Linked DNA regions of Mus musculus: region 2 is linked to region 1. The links are chromatin contacts, called in public HiChIP or PLAC-seq maps. All regions are on one chromosome and are shown on one strand. The core of a region is the stretch at or near the end of the contact, and the rest is flanking DNA. Distances in the headings are between cores, read along the strand shown. Region 1 holds the start of Megf8 (multiple EGF-like-domains 8). Region 2 has its middle 29 kb from the start of Mir7048.

Evidence for each region. HiChIP or PLAC-seq counts read pairs in DNA pulled down with a chosen protein or histone mark.
Region 2: an H3K27ac HiChIP or PLAC-seq map of embryonic stem cells shows a contact between it and region 1, with 9 read pairs. The contact joins the enhancer-like site here to the promoter of Megf8 in region 1. A contact is called at or near these places in 1 of 39 promoter capture datasets (liver), 2 of 15 datasets of contacts at CTCF or cohesin (CD8 T cells and large pre-B cells), 13 of 484 Hi-C or Micro-C datasets (B cells, CD4 T cells, CD8 T cells and 6 more), 8 of 115 datasets of contacts at active chromatin or transcription factors (embryonic stem cells, microglia, pancreatic cancer cells and 1 more) and 2 of 9 other capture datasets (adipose tissue and liver).

What each region holds. Positions count from the first base shown.
Region 1 is chr7:25,314,590-25,320,421 of GRCm38.p6, forward strand. It overlaps Megf8 (multiple EGF-like-domains 8), which reads left to right and starts at 2,575. Exons shown (of 41, transcript NM_001160400.1): 1 at 2,575-3,104. The coding sequence starts at 2,918. Tmem145 (transmembrane protein 145) reads left to right here. Exons shown (of 15, transcript NM_183311.2): 14 at 110-316; 15 at 808-1,606. The coding sequence ends at 1,056.
Region 2 is chr7:25,185,749-25,191,580 of GRCm38.p6, forward strand. No RefSeq gene overlaps it. Among named protein-coding and RNA genes, the nearest start is that of Mir7048, 29 kb to the right of the region's middle. Within about 2 kb of position 2,118, at least 17 of the 459 cell types and tissues checked have an H3K27ac peak or open chromatin away from gene starts, as enhancers often do. A contact at or near this core is called in bone marrow-derived macrophages and embryonic stem cells, where this site is marked.

The DNA.
Region 1 (5,832 bases), core at 1,325-3,824:
GGCAATGTAGAGAGGCCAAGTGGAGGGGAATCATCTAAGTCCTTACATTTTATAGGGACAGTCTGGGGCCTGGACACTGCTTCTCTAACCTGTGCCTGACTTTTCTCAGATCATGACCCGCCCATCGGCGGCCAACAAGAACTTTCCGTACCACGTGCGAACTTCACAGATCGCCTCCGCTGGGGTCCCTGGACCTGGAGGGAGCCAATCAGCAGATAAAGCCTTCCCGCAGCACGTCTATGGAAACGTGACGTTCATCAGCGACTCGGTGCCCAACTTCACGGAGCTCTTCTCCATCCCCCCGCCAACCTCCTCTGTAAGCTCCGCAGCCCCGGCGCCCGAGGAGCTGCTGGCGCCGCCCCTGGAGTACCTGACCCCGCTCCCCGCCCCGCCGCCACCCCCTGCTCATTGGCGTCTGAGCCCACCCCTGGCCTTCCGTACTCCCCATGCCCCGACGCCCCGCCTCGACCGTCCCCCGGCGCCCGCGCCCACCCTGCCAGACTGGGTCCTGGCGCTGTTGCGCACGCCCCCGAGGACACCCCGCGCTGTGCCCCCGCCGCCTGCCTTCCGAGGCTGGTCCCCATCTCCCCCACCGCCTCCAGAGTTTGCCCGGCGCACCCCAACTCCACCCCTTGAATACCTGGCCCCACTGCCCAGGCGCCCAGCCACCCACTCCTTCCCTGATTGACAAGTGCGTCCATATTTGGGGTGGTGGGAGTCCTCTAGGGGGAGGGGGACGGGCCTTCGGGGCCGCTTTTGCTCCCCCGAGGGTTCTGGGCAGCCTCTGACCCTGACCCCCCATCCCAGGCCGGGAAGCAGGTGGAGGAGACAGCGGTGGCGGCGGCGGTGGCCCCGAGGGGCCGTGTGGTGACCATGGCCGAACCCGGCGCAGCCTCCCCGCCCCCACCCGCTCGGTTCTCCAAGGCGGTCGACTCGGGCTGGGATGGCCCGACGCCGTCCTACCAGCCGCTTGTGCCCCAGACGGCGGCGCCGCACACCGGCTTCACCGAATACTTCAGCATGCACACAGCCGGGGGCCCTGCACCCCCGGTCTGAGCATCCCTTCCCCGCCTCTGCCCCACGGGCGGCGCACCGGGCCCCGGCTGGGCTCCGGAACCCCGTTTCTCTCCCGGCCCAAGGGCTCGGCCATGCCAGGCATCCCGCGCCCCTCCCACACCCCGCGCCCACTTTGGATGCGCTGCGTCCCGCCCCTTTCCCTCTTGTGCCAAACGGTCCCGCGGGAGCCGTTCTCCGCGTCCCCTCCCTCAGCCCCTGCCCCGAATGGCTCCGGAATCTGGACTCCCGCTGTTCCGTGATCTCCGCCCCCCTGACCCCCTTCGAGACCTCTGACCCTGCTGGACTCCGGAACACCCGTGACGACCGCCTGGACCCTGCCCGACCCTCCAGGACCCTGCGACCCTCGAGCCACTGTTTAGAGACGGATATTGTGAAGTTGGTCTCTACTTTGAAACCCTCCTTGGGGTTTGTGACCTCGGACCTGTGCTTTGTCCGTCCATCTGAATGCCAAGGACCATCACATGGTCTGTGGCAGAAAGACGTTTTCTCTTCTTGCCAAAATAAAGAGGATTCGTTGAGTTTTTAATCTATAACATGGTTTCTTTTCCATCTTAGCTGAAAAAAGGAAAAGACGTGTTTCCTGAATGTATGTCAGCGTACTATGCGCGCACATTGTGTAGGAGAAGGCCACAAGAAGGCGTTGGATTTCCACTATATGGGTTCTGGGAATCGAACCAGGGTCTTCTGCAAGGGCAACATGCTCTGAACCACTAAGTCGCCTCTCCAGCTTCTTTTATGTATTGATGGTGCTTTAAGTCATACGGGTCTCACTGTATCCATCTAGGAAATGCTATTTTGGTCTGGAGTCCCTTGCCTTCATAACTTGATATTCATGTTGATCCTGAATGTAGAGCACAGAAAATAACCATCTAGCACAGCTTTTTACCGCTCCTTTATGTTGCCTTTCCTTTCGCTAGCAGAGATAGAGGCGCCCTCCAGTGGCAAAGGCTTTGCTCAGCCAATGACTAGCACAAAACGCGATTTTGGGTTACACTCTTAGCAATACGCATGCGTAATTCTCTGAGCTGAATTCCTATTCTCGCTGCGCAAGCGACTGGGAACAGATGGGAGGAAAGTTTCCGGAAGTCTTCCTCGAGAAGGGGTGGAGCCAGGCGCTCCTTAGTCCTCTCAGGGCCGCTCTGACCCGCCGCTCTTCCTCTTCTCGCCTCCTCCTAGCCTGTCCTCCCCTCAGAGGCTGCGCGGCTCCCGCCCCCTCGCCCTCTCAGCGGGTCTTCCTCGGGCCGCTCTGGCCCGGGAGTCTCCAGGTCTCTCTGATCTAGCCCATTCGCCTCGAGTGGGAGGAGCGGGTGGGTAGGCATTAGAGTGAGCCCTGGAGATCCGGGCCGGGACCCCGAAGGCAGGCCCCGCCCCCGTCTGGAGGGGTCTCCCCAGGAGTCTCCGGGCCAGGCAAGTTCCACCCCGCACGCTCCATGGACCGCCCAGCTGGGCTGTAGAGCACATCGCCCCTGGAAGACTGTCTATACGGTCTGTTTTGGCCTTGCAGCAGCCTGAATGTAATCACTGGATACCGTTTATGGAGTCGGCGCCCCTATGGGGGCTCGTGTCTATAGGGGACCCTTACGGTCCCTAGGGGTCAGCCCTATCCATAACGACTTCATATCCAGGGCCTTCCATGGGTCTATAGGGCCGGCCCCTCGGTTTCAAGAGCGCATCAACTGCGGCCCTTTCCTTGGCCCGGACTGCGTGGCTGGTACATCCTTGGACTACAAGGCCATGCTACGTCTGTAAAGGTTGCATCTTGCAGGGCCTCATTCCCAGAGGGTCTTCTCCAGGTCTTCACGGCCCTTCCCGTCCCTTAGGGCCAGTGCCTAAGGCGGCGATGGCCTTGGGTGGAGCTCTGGCCTTGGCCCTTGCACTGGCCTTGGCAGTGCTGGGACCGCTGTCCCTCAGGGTCCTGGCTGGTGACTGCAAGGGGCAGCGGCAGGTGCTACGGGAGGCGCCAGGCTTCGTGACGGATGGTGCGGGCAACTACAGCGTCAACGGCAACTGCGAGTGGCTTATCGAGGGTGAGTGGGGCCGCGTGGGTCACTCACTCGGTTGCTAGTTCATTCATTTGTGCGTTCATTCACTGAGCACATTCCTAGAACCCGGCTCCATTCCAGGACTCTTGCTGTAAAATGTTGGACATCCAGTGTTGCAGCCAGCTTGGGCCCTAACTCTGATGGGAGGGAATGTGCCAAGAGTCACAGTAACAAACTAGGAGTATTTGTGAGGGGTGTTTTTCTTCACTTGATCCTGAATGTAGCGCACAGAAAATATCAATCTAGCACAGCTTTCTACCACTCCTTTATTTTTGCTTACTTGTAAGTCCACTCATGCCTTTAATCCCAGCACTTGGAAGGCAGAGGCAGGCAGATTTCTGAGTTCGAGGCCAGCCTGGTCTCAGAGTGAGTTCCAGGACAGCCAGGCCTACACACACAAAAAAACCCCTGTCTCGAGAAAACAAAAAACAAACAACAACAACAAAAAGTAAGTCCACTCACCTGGCTTAGGATCTAGGCTCTATTTCATATGAGTTTCGTGACTTTGGATGGATGAATTTCGAAGGCACAGTTTCTTTTACTCCAAATGGCCGCAACAATAGTACTTAGTTAAAAGGAAAGGAGTCAGATATTTAACACATTTGATATCTGGTATAGTATATTAGTCAGGGTTCTCTAGGGAAGCATAGCATAGAATGAATCTTTATAGAAATGAGATTAGAATGGCTTATAGTCACTGTGCGGTGGTGGCGCATTCCTTTCATCCCAGCACTCCAGAGGCAGAGGCAGAGGCAGGCAGATCTCCGAGTTTGAGGCCAGCCTGATCTACATACTGAGTTCCAAGACAGCCAGAGAAACCCTGTTTTGACACCCCCCCTCCCCCAAGTAAAAAGAATGGCTTATAGACTGTGGTCCAGCAAGTCTGATAAAGACTGTTTACCAAAAAAAAATCCAGTAGTAGTAGTTCAGTCCACATGGCTTATGTCTTACCTGGTCTTCAGTATATGCCAGAATGCTAAAGAGAGTCAGTTCTAATGCAGACAGGAATTAGAAGATGCTTCTGAGCAAGCCTATGTGCTAAAATCTAGTATGCTAAAACAGATAATAGAAGAAGCCAGGACTAGTGCCAGAGGCAGGAGTCGGGGAGGCTTGTGAGTTTGAGGACAGCCTGGGCTACCTCAAAGTGAAGGACTGGACTCCTAGTTAGAGTGAGAGCAAGCAGGCCAAGAGCAAGAGCAAACTTCATTCTTTCATGTCCTTTATACAGGCTGCCAGCAGAAGGTGTGGCCCAGATTAATGGTGGAGCCTCTCACTTCAAAAGATCTGGATTAGAAGTGGGCCTTCCCACTTTAAGTGGTTTAGTTAAGGGAAAAAACAAACAAACAAACAAACAAAAACAAACCCTTACAATTGTGCCTAGCTATTTAGCTTTTAGTTAGTTCCAGATATAGTCAACCTATCACATGTAGCAAATGTCCATTAAGTGCCCTTAGGGTTATTGTTGCATTTAAATACTTCAATAAAACTTAGTCGTTCATGTGCCAGAAATTATATATGCCACCATGACATAGCAGAAGACCAGGGACCTCCTTCCCAGCAGTGCTTGCGGGGGAGACCGACATACTAACAGTCACATACCAAAGTACTCCCCTGGGAGAGCCCAGAAGAAGTACATGATCTGGGAGAGAGGAGAGCAGAGAAGATTCTGGAAGAGATGTCAGAGCTGAGACCTGAGGGATCTATGTCTGTCAGCCAGGAAGCGAGAAGCAGAACATTTTAGAAATAAGGAACAACCTGTGCCCCTTTCTTTTTTTTTTTTTTAAAGATTTATTTATTTATTATATGTGAGTACACTTTAGCAGTCTTCAGACACACCAGAAGAGGGCGTTGGATCCCATTACAGATGGTTGTGAGCCACCATGTGGTTGCTGGGAATTGAACTCCAGGACCTTTGGAAGAGCAGCCAGTGCTCTTAACCACTGAGCCATCTCTCCAGCTCCCTGTGCCCCTTTCTTATGGGCTTTCAGGGATCCGTGAAGCTCTGGGAAGACACAACGTCTCAGGAGTCTGATTAATCCAAGGCACGTGGGATGCTTTTGAGCATGCATATGTGCTAAAATGTAGTATGCTAAAACAGTTAAAAGGAGAAGCCAGAGTCAGGAGGAGGAGGTTTGTGAGTTTGAGGCCGGCCTGGGCTACAAGTTGAAAATCTTTTTTTATTATTTTGCCTTTTTTTTTTTTTTTTTCCAGAGCTGAGGACTGAACCCAGGGCCTTGTGCTTGCTAGGCAAGCGCTCTACCACTGAGCTAAATCCCCAATCCCGAAAATCTTTTTAAAATAGATTTATTTACTTTTATTTTCTGTGTATGAGTGTTTGCCTGCATATACATGTGTGCACTATGTGTGTGCCTGGTGCTGACGGAGGCCAGAAGAGGGCATCAGATCACTGGTACTGGAGTTATAGTTGCTTGTAAGCAGCTGTGCGGGTGCTGGGAATTGAACCTTATCCTCTGAAAGAGCTGCAACTGCTCTTAACCTCTGACTCATCTCTCTCGCTTGCAGGTTTTTTGTTTGGTTTTTGCTTGCTTGCCTGCCTTTCTTCCTTCCTTCCTTTGTTTTCTTTCTCCTTCCTTCCTTCCTTCCTTCCTTCCTTCCTTTCTTTCTTTCTTTCTTTCTTTCTTTCTTTCTTTCTTTCTTTCTTTCTTTCTTTCCTTCTTTCTTTGAGGGTTTCTCTGTGTAGCCCTGGCTGTCC
Region 2 (5,832 bases), core at 868-3,367, 130 kb before region 1:
TCCCAGGCTCGTGGAAACGTTTTGGATCACAACTGTGGTGGTTACACTGCTCTCTCTCTCTCTCTCTCTCTCTCTCTCTCTCTCTCTCTCTCTCTCTGTGTGTGTGTGTGTGTGTGTGTGTGTGTGTGTGTGTGTGTGTGTACATCATACTATACCTATCTCAAACAAATTAAAATCAGTGAGTTAGGGTCTTCTGTGGCATTGCATACCCCCAGCACTGGGAAGGCAGAGGCAGACTGCTCGACGTGAGTTCAAGGCCAGGCTATGAGTTTCCATCCCTCTACTCCACTCTCTATCTTTCTCTCTCCATACATTAAATAATTCTTTCTGTCTATGTGTTACATGTATTAAGTAATTTTTTTTTAATTGGAGAGTTTGGGGCTAGTGAGAAGGCTCGGTGGGTAAAGATACTGACAGCCTGAGTGTGAGTCTCAGGATTTGCATGGTGGCAGGAGAGAACCCATACCTGCACACTGTCCCCCAATATCCTCAGGCATGCCATGCATTTGTAGACCCCATAAGTTAAAAACAAAAAAAAGCATTAATTTTAAACTTGGTGACATTGGGTGCATAAAAACCATACTGTGTGCTGGAGGCTTCTGGAAAGAGATGACGCCTGAGATAAGACATGATCAAGAGGGAGAAAGATGAGGAGTGTTCCCCAGTCAACAAGAACACTTGCCAGACATGGTGGAGGGCACCGCAATCCCAGCACTTGGTGGGCAGAGGCAGGAGGTTCAGGCCTATGATCCAAGCTGCTTAGGAAGTTAAAGCAGAAGGATCATAAATTAGTCCAGGAAATAAAATAAAATGTGGGGAAATGGCTGAAGGGAAATGCTGCAAAAAGTGCATTGCCTTTGCAGAGGATCTGAGTTCGATCCCCAGCACCCACCCCAAGCAGGTCACAACTCCATGGAATTCTAGCTCCAGGGGGTCCAACAGCTCCTCTGGTCTCCAGTTACCCCCACATATTGTGTACATATAACAACACACAAACACATAGTTGGAAATAATAATGCAATGATAAATGGGAGAAAACAAGATTCAAGGAAACAAATAAATAAAGTAAATCCCACAGGGGAAGCGCTTGGTTTGCATTCACAGGGCCCTGAGCTTTCTCTGTGCACTAGAAGGGGGACGCTAAAAAGAGAGAGGCTGTCTTAAAATATCCTTGACCACCTTGACCACGTAGTAAGTTCAAGGCCAGTTCGGGCTATGTGAGATGGTATCAAAGAAAATTCAGGAAGGAGGGGCTGGAGAGTCAGCTCATCAGCTAAGAGCTCTGGCTCTTCCAGAAGACCCAGGTTTGATTCCCAGCCCCCCATGTGGTGGCTCAAAACCATCTGTAACTCCAGTTCCAGGGGATCTGGCAACCTCTTCTGGTCTCTGCAGGCACCAGGCCAAATGTGATACACACATATGCAGGCAAAACACCCATACACATAGAATTTTGTAAACATTTAATTAAAAAAAAAAAAAGACAGGAAGGAAAACAAAACAAACAAATTGGGTGTGGGACTTGCCTACAATCCCTGGGAGGCTGAGGCAGGGGGATGGAACATATGAGGTTTTCCTGGGCTACATAGACAGACCTTGTACTGATAATATTAATATTGATTAATAGTAACTATTAATTAATATTTATGTAGAAAGATGTGGTGGTGTAACCTTTTAATTGGAGAAGCAGAGACAGTTGGATCTCTGTGAGTTCAAGGCCAGCCTGGTCTACATAGAGAGTTCCAAGACCAGCCAAAGCTACACAGTGAGAACGTTTCAAAACAAACAAACAAACAAACAAACAAGCAACAAACAACTCCTTCCCCCTCCCCAATTTAAACAAACCAAGAGACAGTGAAGACACAACCCCAGGGCTACTGAGACATGGTGTCAAATAAGCTATCTACATCCCCAATGGTCCATGGGGATTCTCTAAGACAGGAATGGGAACTGTCCGAAAAGAGTCCCCTGCCATCTTTCAGCTCCCTTCACTTGGGAAAGCTATCCAACTACCAAGTAGCCTCAACTGCGTCGGAGCTCCCTAAGTCTCTGACCACATCAGCCAGGCTTGCTGATCACAGTCAACGCTCTGGAGTCCATGTGGCTGCTGCCCCCTGGTGGCCAGAGTGATGCATTACCAACAACTCCGTGGCCAAGCCCAGCCTGACCCTTCAGGAGCCCAGGCCAGACCACTCCCATCACGCGCCTTCTCAGGCTCCAGGCCAGCCCACATCTTAAATCCAACATGAGCTTTTCAACCCTACCTGGCTTCCCTTCTTTGCAGCATACAACCGCAATCATATTCAAAAGTACGCTCTCAGCAGCCAAGAAGGCCTGATTTCTCAGTTCCGTGCAAGCTTGAATCATCCCGTCCCCACCCCCCACCCCACATCTGCTATCTCCACGGCGGCAATCCTAAATTTGTCTACAGTTTAGCACTCCCTCCCAAAGCCCCTCTTGAAAGCAATTCCAAATTAACATCTCAAATCGGTGCATGCAGCACACCCAGACACGGGTTCCTGCCCCCTCCACCCCCCTAGTCAAGTTAATTCAGATAAACGACCCCCATCCTTGACCTGTTTCTCCTCCTCACATCCAGTCAGGCTCAAAGTTCCAGCCAATTCCCCAACCGCCTTCCTTAATAGTAAAATGAACTTTAGCTGTGTGAGTCGACACGTGCCTGTACTCTACCACTGAGAAGGCAGAAATGAGTAGGTGGAGATTCAAGGCCAGCCTGAGCTACATAGTGAGACCCTGGGGCATGGTGGCTCAGGCCTGTAATCCCAGCTTCCTTGAAGGCTGAGGCAAGGAGACCGGAAGTTCAAAGCCTGTCTAGGCACTTTAATGAGAGCATCTCAAACACAGAGGTGGGAGTGGACATGGCCCTCACCGTTAGTTCCAGCACTCAGGAAACAGAGACAGGCAGAGCTTTATGAGTTCAAGGATAGCCTGATGATCTACTTAGCCTGTTCCAGGCCAGCCAAAGCAACACGGTGAGACCCTGTCTCAAAACAAAACAAAACAAAACAAAACAAAACAAAACAAAACAAAACAAGACAACAAAAAGGAAAGGGAGGGTCGGGCAGGTGTGAACATCTTCACACCTTCGGGGGACGTGGGAAGATAATTTCTTTTTCAAAAGGTTTGTCTATTTTATATTTTATATTCATTATTATTCTTTATTTATTGGGCGGCAAGAGTATGGTAGTCAGAGAACAACTTGGGAGAGCCCACCTCTGCTTCTTTTTGTCAAGGATTCACAATCCAGTAAGAGAGAGAAATGCATACAGAAATCCCAACCACAGAGTTGGCAAGATGTCAGAGCAAATAAGGGAGCTTGCCTCCCACCCCACCCCCACACACACACCATGGCCTGATCAATTCCCAGGACCCTCGTGAAATCATATGTAACTTGTTTTTTCTTCAATCACAACAGTAGAGTCCCCTGGCATGCAAAACTAACCTGGAGAATTTCCTTGAGGTCTTTTGGTTTGGATTCAGTTGGGTTTTTTTCAAGACAGAGTTTCTTTGTGTAGCCCTGGCTGTCCTGAAACCAGCTCTGCAGACCAAGCTGGTCTCAAACTCCCGCCTGCCTCTGCCTCCTGAGTGTTGGGATTAAAGGCGTGCGCCACCCCCAACCCAGCAGGTTTTCCTGCTGAGTTTTAAAAGGGAAAAGTCTTCTAACAACAAGGAGAAAGGCATTAAAATTAGAGAGAACGCCATGACCGGCGTTCATGTGAGGATTAGTTGTTTGTCTCCCTGTGGAAGGGGTTATTGAAGAGTCAACAGTAAGAGAAAGATGCTGAAGAGACTGCCTGGGGCTCAAACATTAAATATCATTGGAAAGTAGAAGAGAGGAGTCACTGAGGTTTGGTCTTGTATTTTTTTTTTTAAGATTTTATTTATTTATTTATTTACTTACTTACTTACTTAATATATATGAGTACACTGTAGCTCTCTTTAGACACACCGGAAGAGGGCATCGGATCCCATTACAGATGGTTGTGAGCCACCATGTGATTGCTGGGAATTGAACTCAGGACCTCTAGAAGAGCAGTCAGTGCTCTTAATTGCTGAGCTATCTCTCGAGCCCCGGTTTTATTATTATTACTTTTAAAATATGGTATCTGTGATTGAGTCTAAAAACCCACACATTCTGGGCTGGGGGCTCTACCACTGAGCTATGCTCCCCCCCCCCCAGCCCTCTTTTTACATATTTTAAGACAGTCTCACTGAATTTCCAAGGCTGGTCTTGAACTCACTCTGTAGGGCAGGCAGTCCTTGAACTTGCAATCTTCCTGTGTTAACTTGTCAGGGAGCTTGGACAACAGGCCTGTACCAGCCTGGAACCCTGTAGGACCTAGTCCAGGAAATGTAATTTTTTTTGGAGAAGATATATTTGAAGGGACAAAAGTAGAAGCAAGAAAGATCAGTTTGAGCTGGGCAGTGGTGGCATATGCCTTTAATCCTGGCACTTGGGAGGCAGAGGCAGGCAGATTTCTGAGTTCAAGGCCAGCCTGGTCTACAGAGTGAGTTCCAGGACAGCCAGGGCTACACAGAAAACCCTGTCTTAAAAAAAAACAAAACAAAAATCAGTTTGCTCTTGCAACCGCCATCACCAGTGTCAACCACAGCAGAAAACACAAATATATACAATATATACACATTACAATTCACAACAGTAGCAACATTAGAGTTATAAAGTATCAATGAAATAATTGGGGGGGGGGCTTCACAACAGCATGAGGAACTGTATGAGGGTCCCTGCATGAGGAAAGTTGAGAACCACTTCCCTGTCTCAAGAAACAATAAGAAGCATAAAGTTAATAGGTGAAATCCTGGAAGTTGATGATGCTTTTCAAGAAGAAAATATGTAGAACATGGGCCTGAAGAGATGGCTCAGGGTTAAAAGCGCTTGCTACATCCACATGGTGGTTTACAACTATCTATGCGAAGTTCAAGGGGACCCAACACCCTCTTCTGGCCTCCACAGACACCAGGCATGCACATAAGGCACACGCATGCATATGCAGGCAAACTACTCACACGCACAATAAATACACAAATCTGAAAAGAGAACTAGGGCAGGCTGAGGATGTGCTTCTGTCGGCGGGGAGCTTGCCCAGCTTGCACAACGCCCTCCCGGGGTTTGATCTCCCCATAAACAGGGCATGGTAGCACACGCGGGTCATCTCAGCACTTGGGAGGTGGAGGCGGTAGAGTCAGAAGTTCAAGGTCATCCTCAACTACACAGGAGGACCTAGGCCAACCTGGGAGACATCAGTCCCTGGTGCGGAGAGGGGAGGAAGGAGGAGAGAGGGAGACAGGCTGATTATGGGAGACGGGCGTGGTGGTGCCTAGCACTCAGGAGGTTGACGTAGGATAATGAAAAGTTCAAGGCCATTCTGAGCTATATAGCAAGCCCCTGTGGAAGGAAGGAAGAGGGAAGAAAGGAGAAACAAAAGAAGGGATGAGGAAAGCAAGATGGGCTGGTGAGACAGCTCAGTGGATAAAGGTGCCTGTCACCAGGTCTGACAACCTATGTTCAATCCCTAGGGTTCATATGGTGGAAGGAGGGAACCAGCTCCTGTAAGTTATCCTCTGACATCCATGTGAGTGTATGTACACACACACACACATACACACACACACATATACACATACATACACACACATACACACTCACATACACACACATACATACATACATACACATACATACACACACATGCATACACACACATACATACATACACATACATACATACATACATACACATGCATACATACACACATACATACACAAACATACATACTCACACACATACACACACA